Linked DNA regions of Rattus norvegicus: region 2 is linked to region 1. The links are chromatin contacts, called in public Hi-C maps. All regions are on one chromosome and are shown on one strand. The core of a region is the stretch at or near the end of the contact, and the rest is flanking DNA. Distances in the headings are between cores, read along the strand shown.

Region 1 (4,517 bases), core at 547-3,046:
CCCGACTTTCCCTCAGCAATAGACTATAACTGTAATTACAGGCCAAGTAAACTCCCTTCCTCCCTAAATTGCTTGTTGTCAGGGTATTTTATCACAGCAACAGAATTAAACTAAAACAGTGATAAAACGCAATCTATGTTTTCAAGGGCAGAACAAATCTATATCACACACTCCAAATGGGAGCTTCCAGGGCTAGCTTTTTAAAAGCCCAGTCAGAGGCATCTGTTCCTTCTCTACCCTCACTCTGGTACAAGATACTTTTAGTACGGCCATTTCAGGTTTCTCCTCTTATACATAATAGCTAGTAAGCAGCAAAACCCAAAGAGATTTAGCTTACAAGCCATTGGAGTCAATACCAATATGGAGTCAAGTCAGATGTAAGAAGGGCACAATGTCACCAGCACAGCATTAAGGAAGCAAACACAGGACTGTGAGTTTGATGGGGAGGTCAGACTGGGTTACACAGTAGTTCTATCTAGGTCAGCCTAGGTTATAACAGCAAGACTGTATTAAAAAAAAAAAATGAACTGCTTCAGTTTACTGAAAACTACTTGGAGTCAGCTCAAGGAAGAATAGAATCAGCTCACAGGAGGCCAGTGCTTGCTTTTGTGTTGGCATTCTACCAATGCCAACAGTTACTTCTTACATAACACTACGAAGCATGCCATTTAAAAGTTAGAGAGTAAATGGGAAGAGAGGTGCATTATCCTCAACAGGTTGTATTGTATACTAACCCTCCAAACCTTTTACATTCACATTCTAGCACTTAGTACTAAAGGTAGTCTTAAAATCAAATATTGCCATGTGATTCTATGTTTATAATGGAACGAACCTAAAGTATCATATAGCATTGAAGCTTACTGCAAAGCTGGAAGTTTCATGGCAATTGTATCACCCAATGGCACACCAAACCAAGTATTAGCCAACTAGGAACAGTCGGTGGCATATTCTTGATGTTGGCAAGATGGCACTATGTGGGCTCCATCACCAAATATTTTAATTTGCAATAGTGCACTGACAAAAAGTACAACAACAAAAACTAAATATTTCAAAGCCTGTAAATTGTACCAACCATGCATCTTAGGGATTTCACAAGCTGGGCTTGGTGGCACCTCTCTTTAATTCTGTCACTTGGGAGTCAGAGGCAGGAAGAACTCTGTGAGCTTGTGGCTATTCTGGTACACATAATAGGTCCAGGCCAGAGAGGGCTCTCCTGTCCTGGGAGGGGAAATCACAACTTGCTGTTTGTTCTAGCTTCATTTTCTGTTGCTGTGATTGCTGTGATAATACTGACTTAGAGCAACATGGGCAGGAAAGGACTGACTTCATCTTGCAGACTACAGTGCAGCATGAAGACAAGTAAGGGCAGGAACACAAGCAGAGTCAGTAAAGGAACACTGCTTCCTGGATCACTCTCCGAGGCTTTTTCAGTTTGCTTTTTACCTAGAACTGTCTCCCCAGCTTGGCACTGCCCACAGTAGGCTAGTCCCTCTAACGCCAGTCATTAACCAAGAAAATGCCCCACAGACATACCTGTAGGCCAAACTGAGAGGCAATTCCTTAACTGAGGTTCCCTGTTCCCAGAAAACTCCAGTTTGTGTCAAGTTGACAAGAGCTAACCAGAACAGTGTTACTGTTTCTTTGCCTGCATACTTCAAAGGTAAGAGGCTGAAGAGAACAGGCTTGAGTTATAGCTCTGCAGATTAGTAGCCTAACGCAGGAACTAAGGTGTTGGCAAGGTTTCGGTGCCTCTGGAGACGCCCAGAGCAAAGTCCACTTTGCAGATTTGGCTTTGGAGGCTGTCCTGTGTTGTTGCACAGACATTTCCCCATCTCGTAAGCCTCCACTAGCCAGCAGAGTCCTCCCATAACTGCTCGAGATGACCTTTCTGACTCCTCCTTCTCCCCTGTCTTGAGGATCACGGTGTCTACGTAGGCTCTCGAGCCATCCAGAACCATCTCCCCCCTTTCAGCGTAAGATAACAGTCACCTTAGTTTCTCTTTCCAATGTAACAGACAATATTCACGGGTTCTTGAGGTGAGAAGACAGACATTGGAGGGCTCTTATCCTGCTGACTATCATCAAATAAACCAAAGCACTCCACAGGGTTATCAAGGTGCTCCCCATTAACAGATATTCAAAGATTGCTCACTGGGGGTTTTAAAAGAGCTTTGAAGTTGGACTTGAAAAGTGGGGAAGGGGGACTGGAGGGAAAGGAATAGGGTAGATTGGATAAAATGATTTTCATAAAAGATTGATCACTAGCCAGGCAATGGTGGTGCACACCTTTAATCCCAGCACTTAGGAGGCAGAGGCAAGTGGATATCTGAGTTTGAACCCAGCCTGGTACACAGTTCAAGTTCTAGGGAATCTAGGGCTATACAGAGAACCCTTTTTCAAAAATTAAAAGAGAGAGAGAGAAAGAAAGAAAAAGAAAAGATTGTTCACTGACTAATTTTTAGGCTAAATATAATTTATTCTGATTTTAATATACTAGCAAACAAAATCTAAAAGATTAATATCTTTACATTGATCTTAAATAGGCTTTCTTATGCAGCAATCTTATTTGAATCAAGATATACATTAACTCTCTTTCTACGATTTCTAGTACTATATTCACTAACTAATTTGGCATTTATAAAAACCATATTGTTCTTTGTTTACATACTTGAATAACAATATATAAATATAACTGGGTCAAAACCCTGGCTACAAATTAACTTTTCTAGTTGCTTATCCCTGTTGGGTATGCTGTCTTCTTACCAATAAAGTAAGCCTACCTTACAGACTTGTCATGATGAAATTATGGGATTATAAATGTAGAATGCTCGGCACAGTTCTTGGCTACCCTCAGGTACTCCTTGAGTGAATAAAATTAACATTTGTTTTATAAAAACTGCATCCTAGCTTTAAAGTACAATAAAGAAATTTTCTGCATCTAGAATGGTAATCTATTCTCTATAGAACTTTAAACATAACAGAAGATTACTGCATCCTTAATATCTAGATTTTCTATATCTAATTAGTTAAATTATCTTTCAGTTTAACTAACTAGCTTACAGCTCTTTCAGTATTTACCATTTTTAGACCAGTTTTGCTATATATCCCAGGTTGACCTCAAACTCACAACCCTCTTGCCCTGGTCACCAAGTAACATTACAATAATGTACTGTTACACCTGGCCTGATATTACTTTTAAATTAAAAATAGAAAGAGGAAAAAGAAGAAAAGAACCAACATAGAATTACAAATGCTGAGTGATCTCCAGAGTGAATTCTAAAGAATCAACCTCCAAGGCTATACTCATCATGTGACTAGTACCAACTCTGAATCAAGGCTTTAATTTTAAACCAAGAATGTGCACTGAAGAACTGACAGAGGGGTAATGAATTAAAACTGAACATGAACATGGAAACTGATGTTTCCTAAAATTAACTTAAGGTATTTATAGAATTTCGGGTCAACTATTTCAGGACAGTTCTCTTATATTTTCAAGCACAAAAATACTTACAGTTTGATAATATGAGGATGACGAAAGAGTTTAAGATTTTGAATTTCTCGTTTTATTTTTCCAACAACATCTAAACTGCGAATCTTCTGTCTATTTAAGATCTTAACTGCCACTTTATGGCCTGTCAATTGATGTTCTCCAACTGAAGAAAAGAGAAAGAGAAATATTGGCTGTCAGAAGAACAGAATCACTCCTCGTGCACCTTCCCACTGTGCTCTAAGCTTGGACGCACTCCAGCATCACGGGACACACAGGCCTGAAGTCCTCCTCCTTTACCTCAGCCTCTTCCCCTTGAGAAAGCATGCCTTCAACACAGAAGCTGTGCCTCCATCACCTCAGCATCCTCAGCAAAGCCGAGCAATGCTCCTTCCACCTTTGTGCAAAGGATTACTCAATTCTATATTCCATCATAGGAATACTAGGGAACATCTTTTAGACAGAATTCATTATATTTTCCTTATTTCTCATCTTCTATTTAACATCACTGTATTTATTACAGAAGTAATTTTTTAATAAACATAATAAAATAGTTAACTACTATTCAAAATTCAAGTTAACGCAATCTTTGCTACGTCCCACGCCGCTCCCTTGGTTCAGTGCCCAGGCTCATCTCCCTGGGCTGATCCTGCATTAATGGTTCTGCTGAGGAGGCAGTACTCTCAAGGTTACCCTCACTCCCTCCTATGAACTCCTAGGTGCTCTCCTCTCTGCTCTCTACTGACTCTTTAAAGATTAATGTCCGAGGCTTCTCCCCTAGATCCACGGTAGAGACACAAATCATCTCACTCATCACCCAAGGCTCATAGCTAACTAACGATCCTGCTCCCTCTTCATGTTCACATAGAGAATTTCAAGATGGGTGTTCCATAAGCACCTCAAGTTTAGCAAATTCAAAATTAGATGCAGCATCCCTGTCCTCTTCCTCTGCCAAACTTGTGTCCTTTACTAATAATGCACCGCTTGTATGCTAGAAAAAAAAGATCCCCACTGTGATAGCTACTGAGTA
Region 2 (4,517 bases), core at 542-3,041, 33 kb after region 1:
AGTTTTAAATTATCCCGTGACAATGGTTTGAGGAATCAGAGTTGGTATTGCACTCTACACCGAGAGTACAATAAATTTTTTTTCAAAAGCAAACAAAAGCATTTAGCAGAACATGAAAGCATAAACGGCTAAGTTATATAACTTACCCTAAATGGCAAAGCAGCCGTTTGCATAACTTTGTACTGCCAATCCAGCAAAGCAGTTCTCAGCAAAGATGGTGTCAACATCACCCATCAAATCTCTGGACCATCTCACGACTATCCACAGTTCTTACAAGATCCCGATTTCATAAGACTTCAAATAACTTTACGAACATTTTAGGTCTTTACAAAAATACCCACTTGGTGAGACCATGTGTGACCACCTTAATATAATCTGCCTAACTAAAGTCCCCATCCTTTCTTCCCCTAGTTGCCTTTCTCAGTAGGAGGGAGCATACATTTTTCACGTGTATTCTGATTGCATTTCCCTCTCGGAAAAGTCCCAAGAAAGCTCAGGTTTTGCTTTCCTAGAACTCTGTTGCCTGGAACAGTAACTCGCATGTGGTAAGAGCATTCAATAAGCAGTGTTTCTCATTGTACAAATGGGTATTAGATAGACCGAGAGGAGTTAATCCTCGCAGGAATGATGAGTCCCTGCCTTCTATTCAAGTCTTCACTGGAGGTTAAAATGTGAAAAATATGCCTTAGCATAAAATTCCCAGACTGCTTACCCACTATTTATTCAACAAAAAAAGCTAACGTTTCACTTTTAATTCTCAACTCGCTACCAAGTATCTTCTTAACAAGAGCTGGTAATCAAACCAAACCCATGTGACTCTTATTAACTAATAAGAAAACAAAGCAAAGTTTAATACTTAACTAGTAAGTGGAGTTGAAATTTCAAAAGCAACCTGTTTTTTTTTCCCCCCAAAACCCACAATTTGCCATCAAACAAACGCCTTGCCTAAGCAAGTCTGACATCTTGGGGACCCAAATTCCATTACCAAGGAACATTTTTCCCAGACCCTGACCCCAGAAGTCTTCCTAGAACCAATTTACACACACCAATCAACCTGCAGAGCTGGGGTTCCCCTAAAGCCTCTGCCCAACCAGCTGCATTCCAGCGTTTTCACACACCCAGCAGAGGGGACTCGCCACCTCTCAGCTCTAGGCATGCCCCTAGTCAACTCCACCATCAAAGGCCTGGGACAGGGAAGAATCTGGGGAAGCCAGGGGCCTTATCGGCAAGGCCAAAATTGGAGGACATTTTAGACCTCACCCTGAATCTGCCAATTCTCTGTGACCTTGGGCGTGCCGCTGAAGCCTCGGAGCTCGCGTTCTCTCACCTTTAAGGTGAGGACCGCACCCTGGCTACGCCACGTAAAGGATTAAGTGAGACCACAGATGCTGCTCCAGGCAGAGCGCTTGGCACCAGTGGGAGACCCACTCCCAATCCGCGGCGCCGTGACTACCCCATCCTCCCCACGCTTCGGGGCCCTTTGGACTGGGCCAGTCGCCCAATTCTGCAGACAAGTGAGCTGACGGGTAGAGAAAAGACAGGGTGCTCGCAGACACCCCCGCCAAGGCACAGCTCAGACCGTGGGTCCCCCTGACCCACGCCCCGGCTGCCGCGCCAGGTGCCTGTGCCCCGGGCTCGCCTGCGAGCGCTCCACCTGCCACCCGGCCCCGCGCCCGCGCCGCTGCACTCACTCTTCACTTTGCCGAAGGTGCCGACGCCCAGGGTGTCCCCCAGCACGTAGTGTCCGATCTTCACACGCCCGTCGTGCTTCTGCTTCTCAGCCATGTTCGGCGCGCGGCCTCCCCGGGCCGCGGGCTCTAAGCGCCGCCGCCGCTGCCGCCGCCGCCACCGCCTACCCACAGTGCAGCGGGCCCGGGGGGCGGGACGGGGACGCCTGGGGCGCGGTAGGGTGAGCGCGGCTCGGCGTGTGTGGACGCGAGCTGGAGGCGCAGAGCCCGAAGCGTCCTGAGGAAAGCCCACGGCGGTGAAGATGGAAGGGATGAGTCTGAGAGCGACCGAGGTGAAAGGAGAATCTGAAGAGAAGTGGGGGTGAGGGGGTGCAGACCATGAGACGTGCCTCAGGACAGCAGGACCAGGCGGGGAGGGCGGCCCTTCCCTAGCCCCTGGCACGCTCCCCCCAGGCAAGGTTTATTTGACTGGGAACGCTCTAGTCCGTACCCTCCTCAGATAGCGACCCCATTGTTTTAGAACTCACGCTTATTTTGTAGTTCCTTGTCACGTTATTGTTAGGTCGAAACCCTGGACAAACTGCCCAAGGAGACGCCTATCATTAACATATCAAAGATGACGCTGGCTGCCAGGTTCTCTCAGCATCCCTCAGTCCCTAACTGGGATAGGGTCCTCCTGCCTGCCATACCTCGACTCCTACCCCGAACTCTCCAGCCCAGGGACTCCAGCCCCTTCCCTCAGGTCCCCTGGTCCCTAGATTATTCAGCCATTTTGGCTGTGCTAATCTCTCAGCCCAGACCACCCACCCCTCTAGGCCTGGCTCCTCTCTTGCTCCCACTCCCCCTCTCTCCTCACATAGCCCTGCTCAGTCTGCCCATGTTCACCCTGGACTCTCCTAAACGTCCCTGCTTCTGCCTGTACGTTCGTTTATCTACAATAAGCCTTCTTCGTTGTGTTAGTTAAGGTTTTTTTTCATTGTGATAAAACACCATAGCCAAAAAACAAGTTGGGGAGGACAGGTATTATTGTTACACTTCCACAGCACTGTTCATCTCTGAAGGAAGTCAGGATGGGAACTCAAACAGTACATGGAACCTGGAGGCAGTCCCGATGCAGAGGCCATGGGGGGTTAGCACCGGGAGGGTGCTGCTTACTGGCTGGCTCATCAGGGCTGGTACAGCCTGGTTTTCTACAGAACCCAGGACCACCAGCCCAAAGATGGCACTACCTACAATGGGCCATTGATCACTAATTAAGAAAATGTCTTACAGCTTACATCTTATGGAGGCATTTTCTCAATTGAGGTTCCCTCCTTTCAAATAACCCTAGCTTGTGTCAATTTGACAAATGACAAACCAGCATATCCACTGTAGCCAGGAGCAATTATGTCCCTCCTTCTATTTCTTTTCTTCATTCAGTTATATAGACAATCGTGTTATAGGGATAAAAGACACCCTCTCCAGGACTCTCGATTCTAACTAATTTAAACAAAATTTCTCAATAAATCACAAACAGAGCCCTAAGTATATTTCAGCACTTGTGTGTGTGTGTGTGTGTGTGTGTGTGTGTGTGTGTGTGTGTGTGTGTGTGTGTGTGTGTGTGACTGGACAAAGGAGAAATACTAATATAGGAAATAATTCACATGTTCAGGTAAATGCAAAACACAGAAGGGATCAAAGAATTGTGGGAAACAAAAATGATGTAAAAGTGCAAATTAAAGAAATGGATTACTGAGGATGAAAGTAAAAAAATAGTAAAGAGAATCCAAAGCATGACCAGAGTATTAACAGTGGGCAAATAATTTATGATCAAGCAATCTCTTCCTCCCTGCCTCCCCCTCCCCCTTCTCTCCTTGCTTTACTTAATGTTGGTCGATCCTTCCATACCTGAAGATTATTTGCTTCCTGTTACAGGAATATGAAACTTCATACCTCCATTACTTCCATAGCAGTTCCCTGAACACATACAAACACTGTACTGGCTAGTATTGTGTGTCAACTTGACACAGGCTGGAGTTATCACAGAAAAGGAGCCTCCATTGAGGAAATGCCTCCATGAGACCCAGCTGTAAGGCATTTTCTCAACTAGTGATCAAGGGGGAGGACCCAGCCCAGGGTGGGTGGTGCTGTCCCTGGACTGCTAGTCTTGGGTTCTATAAGAGAGCAAGCTGAACAAGCCAGGGGAAGCAAGCCAGTAAGTAACATCCCTCCATGGCCTCTGCATCAGCTCCTGCTTCCTGACCTGCTTGAGTTCCAGTCCTGACTTCCTTTGGTAATGAACAGCAATGTGAATGTGTAAGCTGAATAAACCCTTTCCTCCCCCAACTTGTTTCTTGGTCATGATGTTTGTGCAGGAATAGAGACCCTGACTAAGACAAACACATTTCAAAACATTATAAACACTTGCAATTTTTCCCATGAAAAAAGTAATTTAGAAACACAAAGAAAACTGATTATTTGCTGTTTGGTGATTAAATTACTAAAGGTTAGTCAAACAACTGTGACACTGTGCATGCCGATAGAGTTTCATAGTCACATTCCTCAAACATGAAGTCTCAAGTCACGATGTTTGTACGTAAAGAGTGAACCTAGGAAATGGGCATAACAAAATTTCATCTCCTGAGACCTAGTAAACATACAACTGACTGACTCTCTTTTGTGTGTACGCCATGGCGATCTGATGAGAGGTGATCTCAGCGTATAAATTATAGACATCACAGCTGTCGGACACGGGCTATTTTTGTTCGCTCTTCAGATCACCTTTCCTGCTGACAAGACGTCTCACTTACGAATCTCAACCTAGCTGGTAAATTTGAGAAAGCTTCCTGG

What was found. Hi-C and Micro-C count contacts between places; a contact is called where the count stands out from the background.
Region 2: a Hi-C map of liver shows a contact between it and region 1, with 2.4 times the contacts expected there. The contact joins the promoter of Prkaa2 here to the enhancer-like site in region 1. A contact is called at or near these places in 5 of 12 Hi-C or Micro-C datasets (frontal cortex, kidney and liver).

What each region holds. Positions count from the first base shown.
Region 1 is chr5:125,073,080-125,077,596 of GRCr8, forward strand. It overlaps Prkaa2 (protein kinase AMP-activated catalytic subunit alpha 2), which reads right to left. Exons shown (of 9, transcript NM_023991.1): 2 at 3,512-3,653. Among named protein-coding and RNA genes, the nearest start is that of Prkaa2, 33 kb to the right of the region's middle. Within about 2 kb of position 1,797, at least 9 of the 93 cell types and tissues checked have an H3K27ac peak or open chromatin away from gene starts, as enhancers often do. A contact at or near this core is called in kidney and liver, where this site is marked.
Region 2 is chr5:125,106,533-125,111,049 of GRCr8, forward strand. Prkaa2 (protein kinase AMP-activated catalytic subunit alpha 2) reads right to left here and starts at 1,792. Exons shown (of 9, transcript NM_023991.1): 1 at 1,692-1,792. The coding sequence starts at 1,785.